Linked DNA regions of Mus musculus: regions 1 and 2 are each linked to region 3. The links are chromatin contacts, called in public Hi-C and promoter capture Hi-C maps. All regions are on one chromosome and are shown on one strand. The core of a region is the stretch at or near the end of the contact, and the rest is flanking DNA. Distances in the headings are between cores, read along the strand shown. Region 1 overlaps Borcs5 (BLOC-1 related complex subunit 5). Region 2 overlaps Lrp6 (low density lipoprotein receptor-related protein 6). Region 3 has its middle 6.0 kb from the start of Gm38910.

What was found. A called contact is a pair of places that touch in the nucleus more often than the background predicts. Capture Hi-C pulls out chosen DNA fragments and counts their contacts.
Region 1: a promoter capture Hi-C map of liver shows a contact between it and region 3. The contact joins two enhancer-like sites. A contact is called at or near these places in 1 of 115 datasets of contacts at active chromatin or transcription factors (embryonic stem cells) and 3 of 9 other capture datasets (adipose tissue, liver and pancreatic islet).
Region 2: a contact with region 3 is called in a Hi-C map of liver, with 3 times the contacts expected there. The contact joins two enhancer-like sites. A contact is called at or near these places in 2 of 15 datasets of contacts at CTCF or cohesin (the NIH/3T3 cell line and large pre-B cells), 42 of 484 Hi-C or Micro-C datasets (the AML12 cell line, B cells, CD4 T cells and 17 more), 7 of 115 datasets of contacts at active chromatin or transcription factors (bone marrow-derived dendritic cells, bone marrow-derived macrophages, embryonic stem cells and 3 more) and 1 of 9 other capture datasets (embryonic stem cells).

What each region holds. Positions count from the first base shown.
Region 1 is chr6:134,699,637-134,702,952 of GRCm38.p6, reverse strand. The region is part of intron 3 of Borcs5 (BLOC-1 related complex subunit 5); the gene reads right to left. Among named protein-coding and RNA genes, the nearest start is that of Gm36328, 53 kb to the left of the region's middle. Within about 2 kb of position 1,537, at least 183 of the 459 cell types and tissues checked have an H3K27ac peak or open chromatin away from gene starts, as enhancers often do. A contact at or near this core is called in adipose tissue and liver, where this site is marked.
Region 2 is chr6:134,497,757-134,501,013 of GRCm38.p6, reverse strand. The region is part of intron 7 of Lrp6 (low density lipoprotein receptor-related protein 6); the gene reads left to right. Among named protein-coding and RNA genes, the nearest start is that of Gm52921, 48 kb to the right of the region's middle. Within about 2 kb of position 1,708, at least 21 of the 459 cell types and tissues checked have an H3K27ac peak or open chromatin away from gene starts, as enhancers often do. A contact at or near this core is called in liver, where this site is marked.
Region 3 is chr6:134,600,183-134,603,735 of GRCm38.p6, reverse strand. No RefSeq gene overlaps it. Among named protein-coding and RNA genes, the nearest start is that of Gm38910, 6.0 kb to the left of the region's middle. Within about 2 kb of position 1,850, at least 74 of the 459 cell types and tissues checked have an H3K27ac peak or open chromatin away from gene starts, as enhancers often do. A contact at or near this core is called in adipose tissue and liver, where this site is marked.

The DNA of each region.
Region 1 (3,316 bases), core at 288-2,787, 100 kb before region 3:
TTTTATTTTTTAATAAAAAATAAGAATCCTTATGGAGCTGCCAGGCATGGTGGTGCACACCTTTAATCCCAGCACTCGGGAGGCAGAGGCAGGCAGATTTCTGAGTTCGAGGCCAGCCTGGTCTGCAGAGTGAGTTCCAGGACAGCCAAGGCTATACAGAGAAACCCTGTCTCAAAAACCAAAAAAAAAAAAAAGAATCCTTATGGAGGACAGTTTGATGTATGTATATACAGCGAAAGGATATTTGCAGTCAGGCTATTTCTCTTCCGCTCCTGACTGGAGGCACCGTCAAGGTCTCCATCCTACACCCACCCTGGTCATTAGGTTTCCTACAGGTGGCCCCGCTGTCATGCAACGCCAACCCATTATGGCCCATCAACCCCTCTTTATTCACGTCACACTGCCGCTTCATGTCTAATGGGGATTCAGACCACCGAAAGCCTGGAGTGGGCCATGCTCAACTCACAAGTTTTCTGGGTCACCTAAGTTTTCTCCGGCCTTCTGGTCTACCTTTAGATCACCCCTTCCATTCCCACGGAAGACTCAGCGTTCTCTTTTCTGAATGACTCTCTCTTGCACAATGACAGTGGATAGATGTTCTCATTAATTATACTACAGGCTGAATGCTGTGTGTTACCACATACTGCTATTCTGGAGTGACCTTGTTTCCCCAAGGAAAGTCCTGAAGACCATCATTCTAAATAGGCTGCAAGAACAGCTTTCAGAATAAGGTCCAGCCTTTTATTCTCACGCATAGACTCTAACTCTGGAAATTAAAGAACAAAACTTCACTCCAGCAAGTCGCAGCTAAGCTGATTTACAGAAAACGCAAACACAGTGTTGGGACCGGCGCTTTTGGCCATCCACAGAGTGACCTGGAAGATGGAGCCTAGTAAACAATATTCTCTGGTTCGCTCATTATATTAACAAGTGTGACAGATAATTTGCAAGTTACAGCTACTGTCTCCTGAGTATCCGGGAAATGGCAGACACGACTGTACATTCTACACGCCTTACCTTTAGGTCCCATGACACTCCTCAAGGGAAGTATCATTTTCCTGCTAAACATGGGAAGTGGATTCTGAAAAGACAAAAATGCGCCCAAGGTCACCCAACCTGTCCCAGTAAGGCAGCTCGAAGGCAGCCGCGTCCACTTAACTTTTGCTCCTCTTCTTTATAGAATCCATTCATTCAAATGTCAGAGCAAGCAAATGGTTTTCAAAACCCCAATGAAGGAATCTATATACCAATTTTTAGTGTTTTCCAGTAAGAAAACACTTGATTTCTACCATAAACACCAGCATTTACTTTTTCCAAAAAAAAAAAAAAAAAGTAAGTAATGCATTACCAGATCTAAAATGGACATTCTGAGTGGCTACTGCGGGGCTGGCATCTCTTTGCACACCTCACCCGACAGGCACCACCTGGACCTCACACAAAGCAGGGAAAGCCGAGAGCCCTGCAAGATGTCCTCTAATAGAGGAAGGCTGCTCCAGAGTCATAGGCAGTTCACCTCACGTCACCCAGCTGACATGGACAGCCAACACCCAAGTCCAGATCTCCCGACTCCAAGAGCCACCACAGCACTGTCCCAGGCAGGTCCACAGTTAAGCCTGCTGACCATATTTTCTTTTCCATAATTTGTTCTGCCTAGCCACAAAATATAATTGTATAAGATCTAAAAGTAAGTTTCTCGGGACAACATTTACAAAAATCTATTGTTAAATAAGGTCAAAACTCAAAGGGTGATCTCAACAAAATGCATGGTCTCTGTGTGCTAGGACGAGGAAGGCGCTCAGGTGAGCCACAGGCTGGAGTTAGAAAGCCAGGCTGAGCAGAGCTCTAGCCACTTCCTTCTGCATTACGTAAACCTCCTTGGGCTCTCTAGTGCCCTGCCACTTCCTGTTGTGCAAGGACAAACAATGGGCAGACTGTCGCCAGTGTTTCCATTAATTACACCACAGGCTGAGTGGCATTGATTACCGCATACTGGACATTTTGAAATGACCCCATTTCCTTTGTTCAAATACTCTACCCAAGTGTTTCAGTAAAGGAACACAATTTACTCATGTCTTTGAGAGAATGAAGAGATACCAGCAGCTGGGGAATCTGAATGGCGTCATCACTGTTCCAATTATTATTTTATGGCTTGCCCAGCTTCCCTTTATGCTGGCTTCCCTTCTGAGCTATGTCTAACTAAGAAAGAAATCTTAAAACCTGTGTTAGTACCCTAAACAAAACCTGTTCGATCTGGCAGATCATGCCCCTCCCTGGACTTGAAAAGGCTGTAGACAGCAGCAAATAAGAGAAAGAAAGAGCTCAGTCAGGGTGTGTGGGCGTAAGACAGAAGGCTAGACAGGAACTATGTATGCATCAGAGTCTCACACTCACTATAATTCTCAGCTCCAGGCCTAATACTGAGACCCTGGGGATGGAAGGCTAATATCAAGTACTGGGCCCCAAAAGTCAGAGAAAAAATTGGGAAAGACAGTCAGACAGATGAAAACCTCCAAACACACAGAGCTATCATTTTAGGACTCCTTGTTTCAATGTCCGAGATGAAAGGAAAGTAAGTCTGTACAAGTTAAATAACATTCTGGTATTCTTACACAGTGGCAACCCGGATTAGCTAAGTGCTCTGTAATCCCTCTGAGGATCTCACAGCATGAGCACTGCCCCTGCGACCCAGAGAACAACTGCAGGTGTGGTTGAGATAAAGACCTCACTAAACTCCTCTACCATTGGCCTGAAGAATGAACCTGGGATGGTGACATCAGACTAAGGATTTGGTAATACCACCCCTGCCATCAGCCAGGAGCTATTATATTATAGCTAGTATAAACTAGACTGGATGGTTGCTCATGACTGATAAGTCTAGGGGTCCACATCATTTCCCACTCACAGTAGGTGTAACTATGCAAATTAATCCAGAAAACATTTTCCAAAGTCTAAGGAAGAAGCAAACCCTTCCTTCTGATAAGGGACAGAGGATGGTTAGGCTGCTGTCTGATGAAGGAGGAGTGTCTCAGGGAAGTCAGACACGGATTATTCTAGCAGGGTGGACACAACAGGAGGCACAGAACACGAGTTGAGACTGGCCATAGCCAACATTTGGCAGATTTTGGAGACTTCAGTTATGAGCATTGCACATTATATGGAAGGCAGATGAGTGTCTGACTACAGAGAACCAAAGTCTCAGCAAAAACAAAGGGAAAGAAATGCTGAGGTACTCTGGGATACTGGAAGAAGCCGTCATGGAAGACATGCTCCAACTTTGACAGAGTACTACTCTGCACTCCCTCTGTGTATCTCACTG
Region 2 (3,257 bases), core at 459-2,958, 100 kb after region 3:
TACTGTGCTATAGCCTACAGGAGCCAGAGCAGCCTGTGAGCACGTGTGCGCTGCTGTCTCATTAGGCTCTCAGTCTGGCACTCAAGTATGAACAAAGGGAGCCGATGATAGGTGCTGTCGGGCTTTCCTGACTGCCTCACCAGGCAAGATGATTCATTTTGATTAGGTCTCTGGATAGTTTCATCTATAAAATTTCAGAACAGTCTAATGCATGCTCGTACTTAACATTTTGGTAGCGTAGTTCTGAACTCACTTGTTCTTGAGCCATTTTTAAAAAAAATGCTGCTGTTTTGGTTTTACATCCTATATTTAATATAAAGCCACTTAATATGGGCAGTGAAACTTTTAGTTTCAGTCCTAGTCTTCTTAAAGTACTTTATTCCTCAGCTGTAGGCATAGCTCAGGCTATGTCCAATATTACTTGTTTAGTATATACAGGGCCCTGAGCCGGGGCCCCTCACCACCCCGGATTATTCCTTTGAGCTTTGAGCTCAGGGGAAAAGGTTTTACTATCTTCCCTTCTTGACAGGATGGAGTCTGTATCTTCAAGCTTATGTCAGTGTTAAGTAGGGAAGAGTGGGAGTCTCAATTTTTTTTTTGAAACATTTTACAATACAGGACCCTTACTTTCATTTTTTATTTTATATTTAAGCAAGTGACCTTAAATAATTTACATAATCTTTAGTGTTTATATTTTGGGCAATAAGACCACTTGAACTAAACAATGTTTAAGGTTCTTTTTAGCTGTAACAGTTTCTGATGATTATTCTCTTAACTAACTGTCTCTTAGGTTAAGAAAGGATAATTTACTTTCCTTGGAAGATTTACTAAAAGGAATTTGGATTGCAGATGGCATTTTTTTTTTTTTTTACTTGCTTCAGAGCTATTCACTATTAATGTAAAGAAACTTGTTGGGAGCTGTAGCTCTTTAGTAACTCAGTTTCTCTGACAGGCCCTTTTCTGCTAAGCTGTCTGTGACTTCTCATGGAGAGGGATGACTAGCTGTGAATTCATTCCAGGTAGCAGACCAGTGATAGGCTGAGGACATGCTTTCGTCAAGTGAGCTTGGTGAGCCTGTGAGCTTACTTTGGCTGAGGAGTTACCTATGGGAGATTTATGGGTAATTCATAGGCAGCACCATCAACGAAGAGTCTCCCTCTCAGTGATTACTAACTTCTTATATATTCTTGGGGAGGGTGGGGCCTCACCTTCCCCCACTTCCTTGAGTGCCGTATTAACTCTTGAGCCCTTCATTAATTGCCTGGTGAGCAGACCCTTCACCCCTGTGATGGTTTGTGTATGCTAGGCTCAGGGAGTGGCATTATTTAGAGGTGTGGCCTTTGGAGTATGTGTGGCCATGTTGGGTTAGGTGTGTTATGTGGGTGTGGGTTCTAAGACCCTACTCCTAGCTGCCTGGAAGTCAGTCTTCCACTAGTAGCCTTCAGATGAAGAACTCTCAGCTCTGTCCGCATCATGCCTGCCTAGATGCTGCCCTGCTCCCACCTTGATGATGAAGGAGGACTAAACCTCTGAACCTGTAAGTGAGCCCCAGTTAAATGTTGTTATAAGTGTTGCCTTGGTCATGGTGTCCATTCACAGCAGTAAAATCATAACTAACAAACCTCTACCCGCTTTCTGTGAGAGAATGTTAATGAGGATTGCCTGTGGGTGATCACAGCTGCTCTGATTGCAATAGCCATGTCTTCATGTCCAGGGGTCAGGGTCAGAGCTCCAAAATACAATCTGGTCGGTTACTGGCACAAGTGATAGGTTTAGTAAATGTTTATTTAAAGCTATTGGTTGATGTTTGCCAAGTACATTAATTCTCTTAAACTAATAGAGTCTAAAGTACTATTTTAGGACCAGAAGGTTTTGGAATTTTTTTTTTAGATGTGGGAACCTACTGTAGATTTAAAAACTCATTGATATTTCTATTGTCTTTAGAAGGGTTGGAAAGGGTAGGTGGGTAAGTAATGGCAAAAGATCACTACTTGGGAACTTCTTGATAAGGAGTTTGCCAGAGACGGAGTAGTTAACAGATATAGGAGTTTTGACTTCTTACATCATCAGGTATCAGCAGCTATTTAAAGATTCCATCTCTGTTCATTTTGAAAGTTCTCTCTGATGAGAATAGATTCTTCAGCTTGCCCTCCTCCCTAACTATTCAACTTTAAGTGTGATCTGTAATATAAAAATTTAGACCTACAAAGAATGTAATAATGCAGGCTTACAGGGCTGAGGATGTAGCTCAGGGCTAAAGTACTTGCTTAGCATGTGTGAGGCCCTGGCAGCAGTCCCCAGAGCATGTCACCACCACAAGAAAATAATGCAACCCTGTAATTATTTGTTTAAACTAATTTTTGGATGAACTCTGATAACTTGACTTTGATCTTTAATACCACTTCTGTATTCTAGCTACAGTGTTATTAGAGAAAAATCCTATGCTATCTCAGTTACTTTTCTATTGCACTGATAAAACACTGTAGCCAATGCAACTTACAGAAGGGTTTATTGGGCCTTAGAGCTGTAGAAGTGTGAGTCTATCACTGTCTTGGGCAGGCAGCTGGCGGACATGGCACTGGAACAGCTGAGCGAGTGCCCACATCTCAGTCCACAAACAGGAAGCAAAAAGGTAAGTTTGAACTGGCAAAAGTATTTTGAAACCTGAGAGTCTACCCCCAGTGACATACTTCCTTTAGCAAGGCCATAGTTCCTAGTCCCCACAGCTTCCAACTGGGGATTCAACTATTCAAGTGCCCAAGGCTTTTGGGGGCATCTCATTCAAACCAGCATGGATGCCTTACAGACTTGAGTAGCTCACAGGTACTGAGTAGATAGATAGCTTCCTGGGCTTTTAGAGTTTTACTGTGTTTGAACAAGAGAAAGCTGTTTTCATAACATTAGCCATTCTTTGTTTCCCAAAGAACATCCTTACACCAGAGTCTTTGTTCCTTCTGTTCTAGTCTTCTCTTTCTGAAAGTTCAGGAATATTGGTGGTCCCCACCCCCACCCCAAGGAAAAGAATAGAACACGAGTCTCTCCCTCGCAGCGCAGTGTTCTCTGTTCTGTCTTCTGCTGCTTCAGGTTTAAACTGTCCATTCTGAATACATTCAAAAACTATCGCTTTCACTGGGTTCATGTTAGATGGCCATGAAGCATTACCTACACTCGGAGGTTAGCTCTAGTGCCAGTTTTGTAATTTCTTCTATAATGGATTCTCTTGGGAGGAGTCATGTGACTCTCTCCTACAACTTTAG
Region 3 (3,553 bases), core at 601-3,100:
ATATTGTTATTTATTTTGTTCGTTTTGAGGCAGAGCCTCATCTATCTCAGGCTGGCCTTAAACTCTCTGTGTAGTCAAGGAGGCGCTTGAACTCCTATTCATCCTGTGTGCCCACCAAAATCTGGTTGGTGTCTGCTAGACAAACACCAATTGAACGACCTTCCTGGCCCTATTATTTTACGGTCACTGAAACTGCATATGTAATGCTGAATGTACTGACCTTAGCTAAGCCCCCTAACCAGGAGGGCATTCTGTGCCGGGCTGACCAGGTACAGTGGCAACCAGATCAAATGTTGTTGCCAAGGATTCTCCTTCTTAAATACACAAGAGTGGCAGACACAAGGCACAGGGACAGCTGCTTTTTTTTTTTTTTTTTTTTTTTTTTTTTTCCAGATAGCAAGGAGCCACCAAAACTCATTCTTTCCCATCCTCCCTTCCTTCGAGACAAGCATCCTTATTTTCTAACTAGGTGCTATAAATCTCAGTTCCCAATCTTAAGACTTTGGATGGGGATAAGAGCATGAGAAAGAAAGAAAAAGAAAGACAGACAGAAGGAAGGAAAGACAGAAAAAGACTGAAAAAAGAAAGGAAGGAAGAAAGGAAAGACAGCAGGAAGGAAGAAAGGAAAAAAGAAAGAAAGAAAAGAGAGAAGAGAAGGGAAGCGGAGGGGAGGGAAGGGGAGGGGAGGGGAGGAGAGGGGAGGGGAGGGGAGGGGAGGGGAGGGGAGGGGAGGGGAGGGGAGGGGAGGGGAGGGGAGGGGAGGGAAGGGAAGGGGAGGGAAGGGAAGGGAAGGGAAGGGAAGGGAAGGGAAGAAGGAAAGGCCAGCAGGCAGGCCTTGCCTGAGAGGAATTTTGTCCATTCTGTCTCCAATCCTCTCCCCACCCACAGTCCCAGCCACAATCACAAACTATACTCCTGGCTAGATTTGTGACCTCCCACCCACTTCCCTGCAAAAGGCAAAAACTTTGAGAAAAACAAGAAGGCTGATGGCATGGGCTGAACTTTCAAATGCTAAACGACGGTGAAAATTTTTTTGGAAGAGAAACTATCTTTGAAATTGCGCTCCATCGTAGAGTTAATGCAACCCATATGTCCCCTACTAAAAGTTAGAAAAACAAACCAAAAACAATACTTTCGCGCCTGCCAGGCTGAAATATGATCTACTGCTTAATATTCACTCAACCCAGGGCCAAATACTTTAAAATGGTAATGATTCCAAAGGGCAGGCTGGCCTCAGCGCATAAACAACAGACCTTAAAATTTATGTTCCACTCCTAGCTCTGGGCGAGCCACCTAATCTCCTAGTTCCTTCTCAATTTTCTCAGTTCTAAAATGGGGGCGGGGGTGGTGGTGGTGGAGGCGGGGGGGGGGGGCGGGGGGGGTATCAGTACTTTGGAGGTGTTTATGAGCCACACCAAAGTGGCTGTAAAGCACTTTACAAATGTTTAATAATGGATGCTGTTTTCATAACCGGGTTCTATGACATCTATTAATATTCATCCAGCAGCATGGAAGTAAACGGAGACAATTCAGATGAGTGTGGCGGACATTTATGCCCAGAGCTGGCTGCAGAAGGTGTCAGCCACCTCCTCTTGCATCTGGCAGAGACTTGAAGCAGAGTTGATGAAAAGATAACTCAGAGTGGAAATAGCCAGCTTTGGATATGCCGGGATCTGAGATCATTGGAGAGGGGAGGTGGAAAGTAGCCTGTGAAGTCTCCACAGCCTACCGAGAAGTGGAGTATCTTAAGCAATTGGTGTGGGAGTTTCAATTGGCTTTCTCTGGCTCATCCTGTGTTGGCAAGTGAGTGAAACTCTGGTTAGAAGTCAGTTACACACTGCAGAGGTCGTGGGGTCAGAGTTTACTGGGCTACACTCAGTGTAGCCATTGTCCAAAGTCTGTGTTTTCAGTCTCTCTATGGAGTATTAAAGAAGAAAGAGTTCCAGTTAGCTCCAAGAAGTGAGCAAACCTCTGGTAGCATAGGAGAAACTTGTGCTTTTGATACAATAGAGACCCTTCTTTAAAAAAAAAATGGTGGAAGCACACATTTAGTTAGCACTCAGGAAGGTGAGGAAGGCAGATTTCTGTGAGTTAGGAGCCAACTTGGAGAAAGCAAGCTGAGTACAAGCGTGCATACATTTGCTCACTCTGCTCTACCTTGCGAATATGCCTAGCTGTTTTAAGTTCCTTGAATTCCCCTGAAACAAACATGAGACTGTAACAAAACTGTGAGTCAAATAACTCACCTTTTCCCTTAAGGTTTTTTTTTTTATTTTGTTTTTGTTTTCCCTGTAAGGGAGTCGTAAAAGTAACAGGAAATGTAACTATGAATCAAGGTCTTTCACTGATCCCGGACCTGATGGGTTGGGCCAGGCTGGCCAGCCAATGAGCTTCGAGGATCTGCCTGTTTTCATCCTAGCCTCCCAGCACTGAGTTAGAAAGGCCTGGGACTAAAGATGCTGCCACTAAGTTTAGCCTGGGCTTTACTTGGGTGCCGGGGATCTGAACTCGGGACCTTATATTCTGACATAGACGTTTTATTGACTGAGCCGTCTTCTCAGCTCCATTTAAACATTCCCAAAAGGAGTAAATGCAAACTGGTGGAAACCAGTTTATAACCCCAGCAGCTTGAGTGACTATATCTGAATGCTTGGGTGACTATATCTGAACGATGGAAAGCTCAAAGCCCACATGACTTACTGAGGAAGTTTGAGGTTATCTTAGGCTACTTGGTGAAACTCTTTCTCAAAATTATATATATATGTATATATACACACACATATGTGTGTGTGTATAAATATTTAAAGGACTGAGGATATAGCTCAGTGGTAGAGTATTTGTTGAGCATACACAGGCCCTTCGGTTCAAATCCCCAATATCACCAAAAAGAAAGAAAAATGAAAAAAAGAAAAACAAAAGAAGCCGGGCAATTGGGGGCCCAGGCCTTTAATGCCAACAGAGATAGATAATTCTCTTTGAGTTCAAGGACTGCCTGGTCTACAGAGTGAATTCCAGGGATATACAGAGAAATCCTATCTCGAAATTAGATAGATAGATAGATAGATAGATAGATAGATAGATAGATAGATACATACATACATACATACATACATACATACATACATACATACATAGATGATAGATACATAGACAGATATAGATACGGAACGAAGGAGAAACAGTAGACTCTGAAGACTGCTCATTTTCACTCTCTTGACACACGGTGAGCATAGCATTAGACTAGCAATCGGGACAAAGGAGCTCTAGCCAGAAGACTAAGTCCTCCTAGGACCCCAATTCCTTAAGAATAGGCCAGGAGTTGCTATCTGTCTGGCATAACACCCCTTTGGTTTGGGTCTAAGTGGCCCTAATGTTTGGGAAAGGACCCTATAAAACAACCAGCTTACATCCTGTAAAAGAGATTTCTGGTTTTTTTTCCAGGCAGTTCTGAAGTAAGATAAGAAAGAATACAGCATACACCTTTGAAGGTCTACCATGTGGACTGCAGTCTTAAATTTCTTATGTCCAGTTAGAGAGTTGGTCAGACTTAGAT